3 separate regions of the Mus musculus genome follow, and all the other regions are linked to region 1. The links are chromatin contacts, called in public Hi-C and Micro-C maps. All regions are on one chromosome and are shown on one strand. Each heading gives the region's core, a stretch centred on a gene start, on an enhancer-like site or on the middle of the called end of the contact. The rest is flanking DNA. Distances are from core to core; before and after follow the strand shown.

Evidence for each region. A called contact is a pair of places that touch in the nucleus more often than the background predicts.
Region 2: a contact with region 1 is called in a Hi-C map of cortical neurons, with 2.3 times the contacts expected there. The contact joins the enhancer-like site here to the promoter of Drd1 in region 1. A contact is called at or near these places in 11 of 39 promoter capture datasets (the 3T3-L1 cell line, the C10 cell line, embryonic stem cells and 6 more), 2 of 15 datasets of contacts at CTCF or cohesin (the NIH/3T3 cell line and large pre-B cells), 4 of 484 Hi-C or Micro-C datasets (the G1E-ER4 cell line, bone marrow-derived macrophages, cortical neurons and 1 more), 6 of 115 datasets of contacts at active chromatin or transcription factors (astrocytes, embryonic stem cells, forebrain and 1 more) and 3 of 9 other capture datasets (adipose tissue, embryonic stem cells and liver).
Region 3: a Micro-C map of embryonic stem cells shows a contact between it and region 1, with 2.4 times the contacts expected there. The contact joins the promoter of Cplx2 here to the promoter of Drd1 in region 1. A contact is called at or near these places in 1 of 39 promoter capture datasets (embryonic stem cells), 2 of 484 Hi-C or Micro-C datasets (both in embryonic stem cells), 3 of 115 datasets of contacts at active chromatin or transcription factors (embryonic forebrain, large pre-B cells and stem cell-derived neural progenitor cells) and 2 of 9 other capture datasets (adipose tissue and embryonic stem cells).

Annotation. Positions count from the first base shown.
Region 1 is chr13:54,053,244-54,057,836 of GRCm38.p6, reverse strand. It overlaps Drd1 (dopamine receptor D1), which reads left to right and starts at 2,179. Exons shown (of 2, transcript NM_010076.3): 1 at 2,179-2,276; 2 at 3,224-4,593. The coding sequence starts at 3,644.
Region 2 is chr13:54,445,305-54,449,897 of GRCm38.p6, reverse strand. No RefSeq gene overlaps it. Among named protein-coding and RNA genes, the nearest start is that of Thoc3, 21 kb to the left of the region's middle. Within about 2 kb of position 1,832, at least 60 of the 459 cell types and tissues checked have an H3K27ac peak or open chromatin away from gene starts, as enhancers often do. A contact at or near this core is called in cortical neurons, forebrain and hippocampal neurons, where this site is marked.
Region 3 is chr13:54,368,545-54,373,137 of GRCm38.p6, reverse strand. It overlaps Cplx2 (complexin 2), which reads right to left and starts at 1,789. Exons shown (of 4, transcript NM_009946.3): 1 at 1,563-1,789. The region is part of intron 1 of LOC115488208 (a long non-coding RNA gene); the gene reads left to right.

The sequences.
Region 1 (4,593 bases), core at 930-3,429:
ACAGCCTGATGCTTGTATATCAAAATGGCTGACATTTTCCTGGGGTGGAGAAATATCATGAGCAAAGCGATAACTGACATTGAAGAAGAAGAAAACAGGTTTGGGCTGGTTAGAGGCATTTTCAACCAGAGATCTCTCTGAGTAGCTACGAGTGTTGGAAGAAACCAAGGTTGTCCAGTGCACCACGACTAGCCTTTCCTCCCATTCTATATGAATTCTTCTGCTGCGGACTGGCATTGCAGGCAAAACGATGCCACCAGAGGCAGCTTTAGTATGGCTGTCATTCTACTTTAAAGAGCAGTGGCCATTTTCCAGAGTCCTTGGCAAGTCATTAGGGGAAGTCTTACTCCTCAAATTGCCCTCAGGTCACCTCCAGCTTCCTTGTTACAATCCTAAGTGTTACTACATTGTTGCTTCTTCTTCAAGTGCTAGCTGGAGGAGCACTTTCCCTCCCTGAGGGAGTCCTCCCTCCTCCAGCGTGCTCAGTCCTGCCCTAAAGGATCCCTAAAGTTTCCACAGCTTCCTGCGCGTCCAGAGGGCCCTTTGTCCTCATCTTCCTCATTTCAGGGAATTGCAGGGTAGGAAGAGCAAGAGGAGTTGCAATTCCAGACTCACACAACCATCTTGGACTGGAAACATCCTCTAATTTGTGTTCGCTGGTCAAAAATGAAGAAGTATGGTGAAACAAAGTTCCAATTGCGTAGAGAGCGACTGCTTCAGGGATGAGAATCCCCTGAGGGTTTTACCCTGTGCTGACTCACGGCTCTAAAGCAGAGTTTCTCAATGTGTGAATTTTGACCCCTTATGTGTATGTGTGTGTGTGTGGGGGGGGGGGGGGTCACATAACAGACAGCCTGCATATCACATATTTATAGTATGATTTATAACACTAGCAAAATTACAGTTATAGAGTGCAACAAAATAATTTTTTGGTTGGGGGTTGCCACATATTGCAGCATTAGGAAAGTTGAGAGCCACCATTCTAAAGGCATGTGGTTCTTGGGGTATATGTCTGATCACCAGTCTGTGGAACTTGGTGTGTGGCAGCAAGACTGCCAGTGGGAGGACAAACCGGGAGCACAGGTGGAGGAGGACTGGTGTCAATCATTTGACTACATCCAAAACCAAGATATGATTTCTGCTGGCTAATTAGGAGAGCTATTTAGGTTGTATAGAGAAAATTCGGGCATTCAGTGTGGTGTGTGGTTCTCATGGAGACAAGACTACTACCTTTTTTTTTTTTTTTTTTTTTTTTTTTTTTAACTGGTCTCTGAAGAATTTCTGGCCACCAAGGACTGACTGAGTCCATATCTGGTCCCAACTCTTAAATAAGTATTTCATTTAATTTTTACATCAGTAAGCACAGGAGTCCAGGCAAAGTGATTTCCAAGTTCCATACTTAATCTCTTTTCACACAGATGGGAAGGCACTCTGGGGCTGCGTCTATGCACTAAACGTCTCTGAGGCCACACATTCCTGTCTCTGCTTTATCCCTGTGCTAATTGTTTAGATAGTGGGCTCCATCCTAGACACGGCTGTGCAAGCGACAGTCAGGCAGACAGGCCACCATCTTCATTAGCTACTGTGTTAACGTGGAGTAGAGCCCACAGTCTTTCTGAGCATCACTGTCCACACAGATGAAATGAAGCTGTGCAAGCCAATAAGGAAGGAGTTTTGCAAGATGTCGAACATCATGAGGTGTGTGTGTGTGTGTGTGTGTGTGTGTGTGTTTAGGGGACACAGAGGCTGCTGAGTTTATGCCAGGTCTCTGATCACTTGCACAATAAGTTGACATGTTGTTCTCACTGCTGCTCCAGCCTTGGCACACAGGGGACACAAAAGGAAAATCATGGCTTAGAGAATAAAATGCTAGCCAAAGGGACTTCTTATTCTTGTGAGTTTTTAGGGGCATTTCAAACGAGGGAGGCTAGAGCGCGGAAGACCTGCCTCTCACCGTCCAGATTCTGGCAGAAGGGGACAGGGAAAAGCATGGTCGAGGCCCTGCATCTTGGTTACACACACTGGCTGAGGCCCCTGTGATCTGAACCTGCTAGGGCGCAGGCGGGGTGTAGGAAACCAGAGGCCCCGGCAGAGGGCGCCGGGTACCTGCTGAGAGTGCGGCACCGTGTTTGGGGTGCTTGTGGGGCGCGGGTCACGGGCTGCACTCGTGAGTTGACCGCAGAAGCGCCTTGGCGGGCGGAGCGCGGAGAGCAGAGCGAGCGGCACAGGAGAGGGCGCAGGGTTGGCGGAGTCGGGGAGCGTGGTCTCCCAGATCGGTGAGCACTCTCGTCCTGGGGCTTCCCGTACCCCTGCTGCGGGGCACTCAGTGACAACTCAGCGACGTGGGCAGTGTCCAGGACTAGCAGGGCGTGGGTGTGGGTAGGGTCAGCTCTGACCCCGAGCTTTGGGTGGAACTTGGAGTTGACCCGGAGAGGCGCTGAACGAGAGTTTGGTTTACTTGATTTGAGCATCAGGATTTGTTCCTCAGGTTCTGTCTTGTGCCAGGGTCCCCCGGGGAGGGGTGGGGGGATCAGGTAGCCAGAGAGGGCACAGCGATTAGGTAGGCGTCCCACACCCCTGCTCCAGCTGTGCCTTCAGTGAACCACGTGTGGCTGTCGCCCGCCACTCTGCCTGTCAAGCTCAGCCCACCACCGGGGCCGGGAGGGGACGCGGAGGCGGGGTGGGCTGTGCCCCGCTGGAACCCAGCCGGCCGGTGCCCTCGCTCGCTCGAGCTGTTGTGCTTGCCTGGAGCTCCTGCCACTGCTGACAGGGAGCGAGCGGGTGGCTCCCCAAGGAGGCTCAGGGTCCTGCCCTAAGAACGAGGAGCCAAAGGGGTGCCCAGAGCTGGGCTTCCTCAGACAGGACAGAAGCTGTTCCAGTCCTGGAGGTTCCTCTCCCAAGGAAGCTCCGAGAACCCTCCTGGGGGCGGGGGCAGCAATCTGTAGGTGGGCAAGGTAGCAGGAGGGGCGCCGCTTCCCTGGCACCTGGCCTGGGATTCCTTTCCCAAATCCATCCCAGAGATTTTTCTGCATGAGGAGGGGGAACACTTGCTCTGCTGGAGGGACTCGTTGAGTCCAGGGGTTTTGGGAGAAGTGACTCTAAAGCAAGGTAGGTGGTCTTGATGGACTTGTCCAGGGGGTGATGGGCTGAGATTTTGTGTAGCCAAATAGGAGGTCTGCACAGAGTATTGGTGAACGACTTTGTGTTTCCCTTTGCTTTTTAGGGCATTTGGAGAGATGTGGCACCAGGGGCTTGAAGGAGAAATGCATGTATTTTAGGCTGTGTCTCAGAAGAAGAGGCAGCATCCCCGAAAAGTGACTGAGATTGACCAGGAAGAGGCCCCAGACTCTTAGAGTATGCTTAAAAGCCTATGCATTCCTTGGGGAATCTAGGGACCAGCGGATGCCAGGGAACAGCGACCTGGAGCACTGAACCCAGAAGACAGGTGGAAAGCAAGCGGCTCTTCTTCCTGGTATGGCTTGGATTGCTATGGAGATGCTCCTGATGGAACACCATTGTGCTTTTGTCCAGACAGCAACTGGGGCTGGAGAAGGGGCTGGGTGGTGAGTGATTGGGGGAAGTCTGGCTAAGCCTGGCCAAGAACGTGAGGGCTAAGCCACCGGAAGTGCTTTCCTTCTGGAAGATGGCTCCTAACACTTCTACCATGGATGAGACTGGCCTGCCAGTGGAGAGGGACTTCTCCTTTCGCATCCTCACAGCCTGTTTTCTGTCCCTGCTTATCCTGTCCACTCTCTTAGGGAATACCCTTGTCTGTGCCGCTGTCATCAGGTTTCGACACCTGCGGTCCAAGGTGACCAACTTCTTTGTCATCTCTTTAGCTGTGTCAGATCTCTTGGTGGCTGTCTTGGTCATGCCCTGGAAAGCTGTGGCTGAGATTGCTGGCTTTTGGCCCTTTGGGTCCTTTTGTAACATTTGGGTAGCCTTTGACATCATGTGCTCCACGGCATCCATCCTTAACCTCTGTGTGATCAGCGTGGACAGGTATTGGGCTATCTCCAGCCCTTTCCAGTATGAGAGGAAGATGACTCCGAAGGCAGCCTTCATCCTGATTAGCGTAGCATGGACTTTGTCTGTTCTCATATCCTTCATTCCAGTGCAGCTAAGCTGGCACAAGGCAAAACCTACATGGCCCTTGGATGGCAATTTTACTTCCCTGGAAGATGCCGAGGATGACAACTGTGACACGAGGTTGAGCAGGACATACGCCATTTCATCCTCCCTCATAAGCTTTTACATCCCCGTAGCCATTATGATCGTCACTTACACCAGTATCTACAGGATTGCCCAGAAGCAAATCCGGCGCATCTCAGCTTTGGAGAGGGCAGCAGTCCATGCCAAGAACTGCCAGACCACCACAGGTAATGGAAACCCTGTCGAATGCTCTCAATCAGAAAGTTCCTTTAAGATGTCCTTTAAGAGGGAGACTAAAGTCCTGAAGACACTGTCTGTGATCATGGGGGTATTCGTGTGCTGCTGGCTCCCTTTCTTCATTTCGAACTGTATGGTGCCCTTCTGTGGCTCTGAGGAGACCCAGCCATTCTGCATTGATTCCATCACCTTCGATGTATTTGT
Region 2 (4,593 bases), core at 583-3,082, 390 kb before region 1:
GGTTGGCTTACAGGTTCAGAGGTTCAGTCCATTATCATCAAGCCTGGAGCATGGCAGCATCCAGGCAGGCATGCTGCGGGAGGAGCTGAGAGTTCTACATCTTCATCTGAAGGCTGCTAGCAGAAGACTGGCTTCCCCGGCAGCTAGGGTGAGGGTCTTAAGCTAAGGCCCATGGTGACACACCCACTCCAACAAGGCCACACCTCCTAACAGTGCCACTTCCTGTGCGAAGCAAACAGAAACCATCACAGGAGAGAATAGTAAAGGAGACGATGGGCCAGGATCTGGAGTCGAAGCACATCCGATGCCCATGTGAAACGCTCAAAAAACAAAAAACAAGCAAACAAAAAACCCCACCTGGTAATAATATAAGGTTTCAGAGTGCACCATGACCAAAAATGAAGTCAAAATCAAGTTCACAGTCTGAGGGGCATCGAGTGTGGTTACTGCAGCCCCAGCTCTGAACACAGGACTGTGCACTTTGGGCCGGGTGCCGCCATGATACGCAGTGCGAGTGAATGGTCCGCAAATACCTCAGCTCAGACCGGGGGCTTCTGCCTGTTATGAATTGCAGTGCTTTGATGGTACATGGTAAGTTTAATGCTTTTCCACAGAATGGTTTAATTACGGAAAACAAAGACTTCAGTGTTTCTCAACAGGGCTCAGCAGGTGAGTACCAAAGCAATCTTTGGGTCTTGGGTTGTACCGAGTTAGGGTGTTTGATTTTTAAAAATTGCTGTTGAGTTGAGTTTCATTTAAATAAGTCATTAAATGAAGTTTGACTTGGAATTAGAACAGTCTCCAACAACTTCTGGAGCAGCCTAAATACGCTTCTGTCGTTTTGTACTGTGTATGTGAAATGGCATTCTCGTTATTGACCATTTTAAATCAAAAATATACTTATCAACTCTGAAAGACATGGAAATACCCCACACATTCAAATATGCTGTTAGTATTTTATTCTTTACACAGAAAACAGACACAATGCCATGGTATGAAAATTTGCTTTAGTTTTAATAAACGGTAACATGTATACCAAAAATTTTAAAAATAAATTTCCTTGCTGGGTGTCATGAGTCCACAACTTTAACCCCAGTGTTTGGGAGATAGAGGCAGGCAGATCTCTGTGAGTTCAAAGCCAGTCAGAGCTACATAGTAAAATGTAAATAAAAATCCCTAAATGACAAAATTTGTGTTTGATTTGTATCCCTATTTTATATACTTACACACCCGTGGTTCTGTAAGAATTTTCTGGCCAAAAGAGATCATAAAACATATAAGGAGCCCAGGCCTCATCCATCCGGCTCCTGGATCTCCGGTTCCTCTCCCAGCCTCAAGTCTTGATACGTGGGATCTGGAGAACCAGAATGAGATTTGTGCATTGGGACCCTTTGATGAAATCGTTGGCATCTCAGCATCCACAGGTGTGTGACCCTGACTCCGCTTCTAATCAGTTTGGTTGGCTCTTTTGGGGGTTGGAAGCTCTTGGACAGCAATGTCACGTGGCCTCAGGCTTTTGGCTGCAGGCAGGCAGATCTTTCCCAAGTGCTCACCTCCCCAAGCAGGGGCTTTTCCACAGGTGAGGAGGGAGTGTCTTCCGGTGAGCTCCGCTCTAAGGGGGCTCTCTCACAGCCCCGAAAGCACTCCTTCAGTTAGGCTTTGCGCTCAGAGAGAGTTTCCGAGAGAGAGCCCCGCTTATTGCTTATTTCTCGCTAAAGGGAGGAGGTGGTGGGGCTGGCTGTGAAGGGGCCAACAGTTGAGCTAAGGGGGTCAGCTTAAGTGCCTTGCCGGTCTTTAAGCAGTTGGAAGTTCTGTTTTAAGAAAGACCACCTGGGGCAGTGTGGAGCCTTGCAGATCAGAAGGGAGCAATGCTGGAGGCTGCTGCATAGCTTCTGCTCAGAAAAGCCGCAGAATCAGCTTAAACTCCTGCTGTTAGGTCTGGCCCTCGAGTTTTAGCTTTTCTGTTGGCTGCGCATTGCTGGAACAGAATACCGGAACTTCAAAGGAAATGTTTATTTCAGTGGAGGGAGGGAGAGAGGGAGGGAGGGAGAGTGAGGGGGGGGACAGAGAGGGAGAGGGAGAGGGAGAGGGAGAGGGAGAGGGAGAGGGAGAGGGAGAGGGAGAGGGAGAGGGAGAGGGAGAGGGAGAGGGAGAAACAGGAGATAGAAATACCCTCTTTAAGGGATGCCCCAGTGAATTGCTTCCTCGACTAGGCCCCACATCTTGAATTTCACTACCGTCTAATCTCTCCACTAGCTAGTAGTCAAGCCTCCAAGTTAACGCCCAACACTGTCAAGGAGACACTGCTGCTTTGTACAAGGACACAGCTCCGGCTTGTAAACGGATTAAACTACAGATCCTCCCCCCCCCCCCCCGCCCCAGTAGCCGTATGGCCTTGGCCTTTTAAACTTTTATGAGCCTCAGTTTCCTCTCCTGTAGACTAGATACTACCTGATTCCAAAGAGAGTTGTAAGAACTCTGGGTGACCCGAGACTGCTCGGCACAGTTCCTGCGAACAGCATCCTGCAGTAGGAGGCTGTTTGTGATCTTATTGGTGCCACTAGGGAGACTGTAGCAGAGTCCAGAGGGCAAGGGACCCACCCAGGCTAGCGGCTGTAGGAGGGAAGGTAACGGAGGTGGTTTACAGGTTCGAAGCTTGGTGATCCTCTCTCAGTGGTGCTGTTAAGATCCGTGGACCATTCCCTGTGTGGCCACTAGAGGGAAGCAGAGGCAAGGCTGCGGTTGGAAACCCGCTCCAGGATGCAGTGCGGCTGTCTGCTTTCAGCCTTAAATTCCCTGTTGAGCTGGACTGTGTCTCTGCCTTGAACAACCCCTCTTTTCTTCCGCTGAACACATGCTGATGGTTTTGAAAAATTACTCGAGGTTCCTTCGTGCTCCTGCTTGCTCTGGGTCTGGGGGTCAGCAGAAATGTGTGCTTTAATTTCTAAAGACACAGACTGTACAGGACGTGGGGCCCATGCCCTGCAGCTTGGCTAGTTGCTTGGGGTCTGCTCCATCTTGCACCCTCCCTGCTTGCCAGCTCTTTCCTGTGTTCTTTGATCTTGTGTGTAGAGTATTAAACTGAGCCTCAAATCCTTAATCCATTTTGAAGGCTGGCCGGGGGCAGCGTTTCTATGGGCCCACTAAACAGCGCTGGCTGGATCGTTTTAGAGACGGGAAGGAGGTTTTCCATCCAAGGTCATGGAGTGTGAATAGGGGGGGAAAGACAGTTGAATCACCTTCATAGCCTTTGGAGCTATACCTCATGCAAGCCCTGTATATTGATTTATTCCATAAACATCCATAAGAAGTGGGCTGGGGAGATAGCTTAGTGGGTAAAGTGCTTTTGCCATGCAAACACAAAATCTGGATCTCCAGAACACCCGTAAAGAAACCCAGGGTGGTTGTAGTTTAGTGCCCTGGAGGCAGAGACAGGTGGACCCCCCCCGCCCTCCCCCCCCCCCCCCCCCCGCTCCGGTTTACTGACCAGCCAGCCTAGCTAAATTTGCAAATTCTGGGAAAACAGTGTGGATAGCTCCCAAGAACCATACAGGGGTTTGACTTCTATACTGCATACCACGAACACACAACTGTATACACCTTCACACAGAGGGTGCACTCCGCCACAGAGATGTGAGTTCAACGTACCCTGAAACACCATGTCCTGGGAGCTTTATCTCTTCCAGCTGCCCATGGGGTATTTTAATCCCAAAGAAAGTGCTCAGGGAGGTATCTTAGTTAATTATCTCATTGCTGAAACCAAATGCCCAGGAGGGGAAAAAAAAGCACAATTTTAAGATTTCATACAGGTTTATTTTTGACTCATGGCTTGCGGGTATGGCCTATGGCTGTGCAGGAGTGGCGGCTGGAGAATGTGGCAGCTGGTCACAGTTCATCCCCAGCAGAGGGAGATGTCAGTGTGTGAGCCCAGCCCTTGGGATGGTGCCCCCACATCATAGGTACATCTCACCATCTCCGTTAGACCTGCCTGGAAAACCCCTCACACAAGCCAGAGAGTGGCTTTGTGGTGACTCTCAGTGCAGTTATATTGACAGTCAACACTGACTGTAGGCTACAGGGCTCAAAGATGGTCCTATCAGCTGTTCCAACTGGGTGTGCCTAACTCCATAGTCCAAGCCTTTCTCTTTTTAAAGTTTTAGGAATGGTTCAGTTCACTGCTATCAATGTTCTTTCCAGAGGGAGTATATAGACACTAGGAAGGAGAACGCCAGAGCTATAACAAATCACCCCAGGAACTCTGGGTCCCACAGCATGGGTGTCAGTTAAAAGCACAGATTCATTGTTGGACTGCCTGGGTTTGAATCCTGGGGTCACCCACTAGAGACACTCTTTACTCCATTCTCGTGTGTGTGTGTGTGTGTGTGTGTGTGTGTGTGTAAAGAGGTTTAACAGAGAAGGGAAGACTCACTTTTTAAAAAAGGGGCCAGGATCCCCAAATCCTCTTTGAGATCATACCACCAATGAGATAAGGAGATAAGGATCTTTTATAAGACTCAGATCTTTCTTTCTTTCTTTCTTTCTTTCTTTCTTTCTTTCTTTCTTTCTTTCTTTCTTTCTTTCTTTCTTTCTTTC
Region 3 (4,593 bases), core at 540-3,039, 320 kb before region 1:
GAGCCTGCATGTCTGATTCTAAACCTCTTAGACACTGGCGTGTGTGTGTGTGTGTGTGTGTGTGTGTGTGTGTGTGTGTGTGTGTGTGTGTGTGTGCGTGCGCGCCTGGAGCTACCAGGAGGACCGCGGGAGAGAGGGCCTGCAGATTGTGTGCAGTTGAGAATTTGGGCCTCACCGCCAGGAGGCGCTCCTCAGCGGTGCTGCGGAAAGCTGCCGTCTGTCTCCGCGCGGGAAGGAAGCTGGTGGGGGTGGAGGATGGTGCTGCTGGTAGGGTGTTGGACTGGGGGAAAGGGGGAGGGGGTGTAGGTAGGCTGATGCAAATGTTTCCATGCTGCCAGTCACCGGGGACCCAGGGCAGGCCCCTCATCTTTCCTCCAGACCCCACACTCCCACACCCCTGCTGTCAGTCCCAGCCAAAGGCAGCTAAGGCACCTGCTCTAGTTCCAGTTCGAGTCCCAGAAACCGGGCCCCTCCTTCTGACAAGCACACATGAGCACCTGCAGTGTTTGTCTTTGCGGCTGTTTTTCTCTGATTCAAGTACGGGCTACAATCACAACTCAATTCAACACTCCGTTGTTTTTTTGTTTTTTGTTTTTTTGCAAGGGACTCCACGCTAATGGCAGTGGCTGAGACAGAGGACGTCTCCCCTACTTCCCCACCCCACGCCCCTAGCAGCAAGACGTCTCAGAGGTGGCGGGGAGGGTGTGTGTGTGTGGGGGGGGGGGGGCGGGGGGTGCAGCGAGGTCCGGCCAGAGTAAAAGGATCAGTCGTCTGGGTCATGAAAGTGCGGGGGTTTTCCCCCCACAGAAGAGAGGGCAGGCTTCCAGGCGCCGCTCCCCCGGCCCTCATGGAGACCAACAGCTCTGCCCTGGGGCCCTTAGTTGGTCAGTGCGTGTCCCCTTCCCCCAACACTTGCCTCTCAATTCTGAACCTTCGCCTGCTCTTAAACTTTGCCAGGGAGAGGAGGGTCTGAGACTGAGGAGCAGCCTGTGACCCTGCACAGGCTCGTGCTACTCCAACAGCGCTCCTGCGGGAAGAGGACAAATAGCCCCCCTGCCCCCCACCGACGTGGCCTCTCCTCTCTCCACCTGGCCTCTGCCACCCTCGGGTTCCCTTGGGAACCGAACTCTACCCCTCGGGGTGACTCTCTGCTCCTGTAGCAGAGGGTCCGGGAGGGCTTCAGGGGTAGCCACACCCCAAGCAGCCGAGGACCACGTCCCCCACCCTAGTCTTGCGGGCTCGAAGTTGTTCTCCAGGTTCACACTTGAGTCTCCGCACTCGGGGCGGTCGGAGCTCCCCAAGCCCCACTGCTCCGGGTGCGCATCTGCCCACATCTTCCTGCCCCGAGTCTGCAGCTCCAGCGGTCCCCCTGGCCTCCGCGGGGAGCTGTCCCTTCAGCACCACAGCGAGCGGGTAGGGGCCGCAGTCCCAGCGCAGCGCCCCGCGGTCTTGGGGAGCCCCTCAAAGCTACACTGCCCGGCTTCCCCGCTGTTCCGGAGCCAGAGCGTTCCCCCACTGCCCCCAGCCCGGCTCCGCCTCCCCGGCCCACGGCCAGCACCGACCTGGTGGTCCCAGCAACCGTCTAAGCCACTGCAGGGCTCCGGCTGACTCCAGCAGGCGGTGCCGTGTGCTCAGCCAGCTCGCGCCGCTGCCTGGTGTAACTCCGCCAGGCAAGCTGGGGCCGAGGCTGCTGCCGCGGGCGGGCGGATGCCTAAGGCGCCCTCCAATCACGCCCCTCAGCCAGGCCCTGACGCCGTACAGCTTCTCTTCCAGAAGGGAAATTCAAAACCTCTCTCTCTCTCTCTCTCTCTCTCTCTCTCTCTCTCTCTCTCTTCCCTCCCTCTCTCTCTCCCTCCCTTTTCCTCCCTCCTGCACTCCCTCCCTTTTCTCCCCTCTCTTTCCTGTTCCCCCTCTCTTCATTCTCCTTTCCCTCTCACTGTCTCCTCCCCCTCATTTTCCCCTCTCTTCCTTATCTCCTTTCTACTCTTTTATTCTCTCCGCGTTAAGCTGTACCGATCTGCCTGCAGCTAGGCTTCATTCCCAACTCCTCCGTGTTCAAGAACCACAAGCTCGAAGGTTTGGAAGGGCTTTGGGGGCACGAGTGGAAGAAAGGATTTTAAAAGCAGAAACTCAAGTAATCACCTCTTCAGGAAAGTTCTCTTTGGTTACTCTGGGCACACTACGATAGGCACACTCCCGTTGGGGTGCCCAATTCCCTAAAGGAGCCCCAGTTTCAATCACCCCTTCTTTGTGCCTGGGAGCGGCTTCTGGACTAGACAGTCCACTGTCACATCGTTTCTGCAGTTTATGACTGTAGTGTCCAGCTATGCGCTCACTCCAGAACCACTGGTGTGTGGGATGAGGAAGGCCCTCCTAGTGGGTGAGTGGCTCTCTGCTCTGGACCCAGAAGCAGAAAGACTGCTGCAAAATTGCAGCGGGAACCCTAGGTGAGCTACTCCTGGTCTTCTGTAGATGTGTTATCCTCGGAAGAAGGAATAGTTCTCTGGTTATGTTATTCTAGAAGGCGCTGCTTTCCCTCCTAAGCCCAGGGAAGAGAAGGGAGTAGACAACAGGGGGACCCCTACTACTCGCTCAGCCTCCCCCCATACTCATCTTTCCCCCTCTCTCCTAATGAGCCTCTCCTTTCTGCCTGCCACCTATTGGCTCCCCGCCCCTTCTTTTCATCCAGCCAGAGGTGTAGGAAAATGGCTCCAGTGGGGAGGGCCTTGCACCTGGCCTTTGGAAGCAGTGCAGAAGTTCATGCATCCATCAGAGCTATGTCAGAGTGGGGATGACTTCTGCTTCTGAGATGAGATGGCTTCTCTCCCAGGAGCAAGAGCTGCAAGCTGCGGTAGGGCAGAATCCAGGGAGGGAAAGGAGGGGTTCACAGTAGATGCCTTAACGTGGGAGAAACCTTACAAGTCAGAAGACATCAGTGTGCACCCCCTGCTCCCCTGCAGACCAGGAGCTTTGTATGATGGCAGGGCCCCTCTATTTAGGTGGCCTAAAGTGTGTGTGTGTGTGTGTGTGTCACACGCTCCTGTTTCATTAGAGACACTTAGACTGGCCACTAATGCCCAAAGGGAGTTGGAAGCCAAGAGATCTGACATTTTAAGACCTGCAATCTTCCCCCCCCCCCGCACCCCTTCCCCTGCCTGCCTCTGTCTCTTCCTTTCTACAAGTTCTTCAGCAAACATGCTCTGTGAAGGGGGCCTGTGCCAGCTGCACTCTGGCTACAACTGGGGCTTTGCCTTTGACACGGACGTTGATCAAGCTAGCATCAAAATCCAAGTTGCACTTCAGATAAAAAGACAGAGTTCAGCCCTGGGTGCTGCGTTTTAAGCTGGGCTTGTGTAAGCACCGGGTCCATCCAGCTCTTGAGAGGAGGCTGGGCGGGGGCTAGTGAGGTTGAAGGGCCGGAGGGTGGCTTCCTACCCTCAGAACAGAACAGAGAGGGTGTTAGTCCTGGAAGGGCTGATGAATCTTGGCTAATTGAAATTGCCTTAGGTTAGTAGTTGGCAAAGTAGATGCTAAGGGTATGCTTGCTGAGGTGGATAAAATAACCAATGCAGGGGAAAACCAGAGCTACAGGGTTCTCCCTGTCCCCCCCCCCCGCCCCTGCCATTACTGGAGACAGCCTTAGGACAATGGGTAAAGAGAGGCAGGCTGTAGCTCTAAGAGGAAGACCCAGATCTCAGGTGGTGCTATCCAGCCCTGCCTGTGTGTCCCAGCTCAAGGCTGAAGCTGATAAGAGGACTGACCATCTGGGTGGCGGTCACATATGAATCCAAGCCTTTTGTGAATCTCTCTCTCTCTCTCTCTCTCTCTCTCTCTCTCTCTCTCTCTCTCTCTCTTTCTCTCTCTCTCTCTTTAAAATCCTCATTATTTGACATGAACTGAGCCTAGTCGCAGAAATCTTACTGATGGACAGAAGTTCAGCTTGGCCAAGTTTTGAAGCTTCGTCCTGTTGATCGATTAGGGATAACTCACAGCAGAGCTATTTCCCACAGCCAAACAGAGGTGTGGGGAGGAGTCCTTTCTGCCCGGACATGGTTCCCAAATTCTCTGTTATTATTTAAGAAAAGTAGCTGACTGTTCCAAATATCCCCCAATGATGATAATGCCACTAAACTCGGCCATGAACTACACCCCCAAAGGGCCTGAGGTGCCAACTTTGGGGCTTTTATATAAGTCACACTTTTTCATTTAATTTCTACAAACCATCATTTTCAAGATGCAGACATTGAAGCCCAGGGGGAGAAAGTAAGTCTTGAACAGAGCCAGAATTCCAGCTGATAGGGCACTGGGACTCATGGGCCTTCTAGTGCTCTGAGCTGCTTCTCTTCTGGTACGATCCGACCTTCTCTAACCTATGCAAGTGGAACGTTTGCAGCATATGTATAATGTGTGTGTGTGTGCACGTGTGTGCATGTGATATATCTCTATCTATCTATCTATCTATCTATCTATCTATCTATCTATCTATCTATCTATCTATATCTCACTGGTATTTATAACCATTCCTGTTGTCTGGTTTCTAACACACACACACACACACATGCCTGCAAGCTTTCGTGAGTGCTCGCACACACA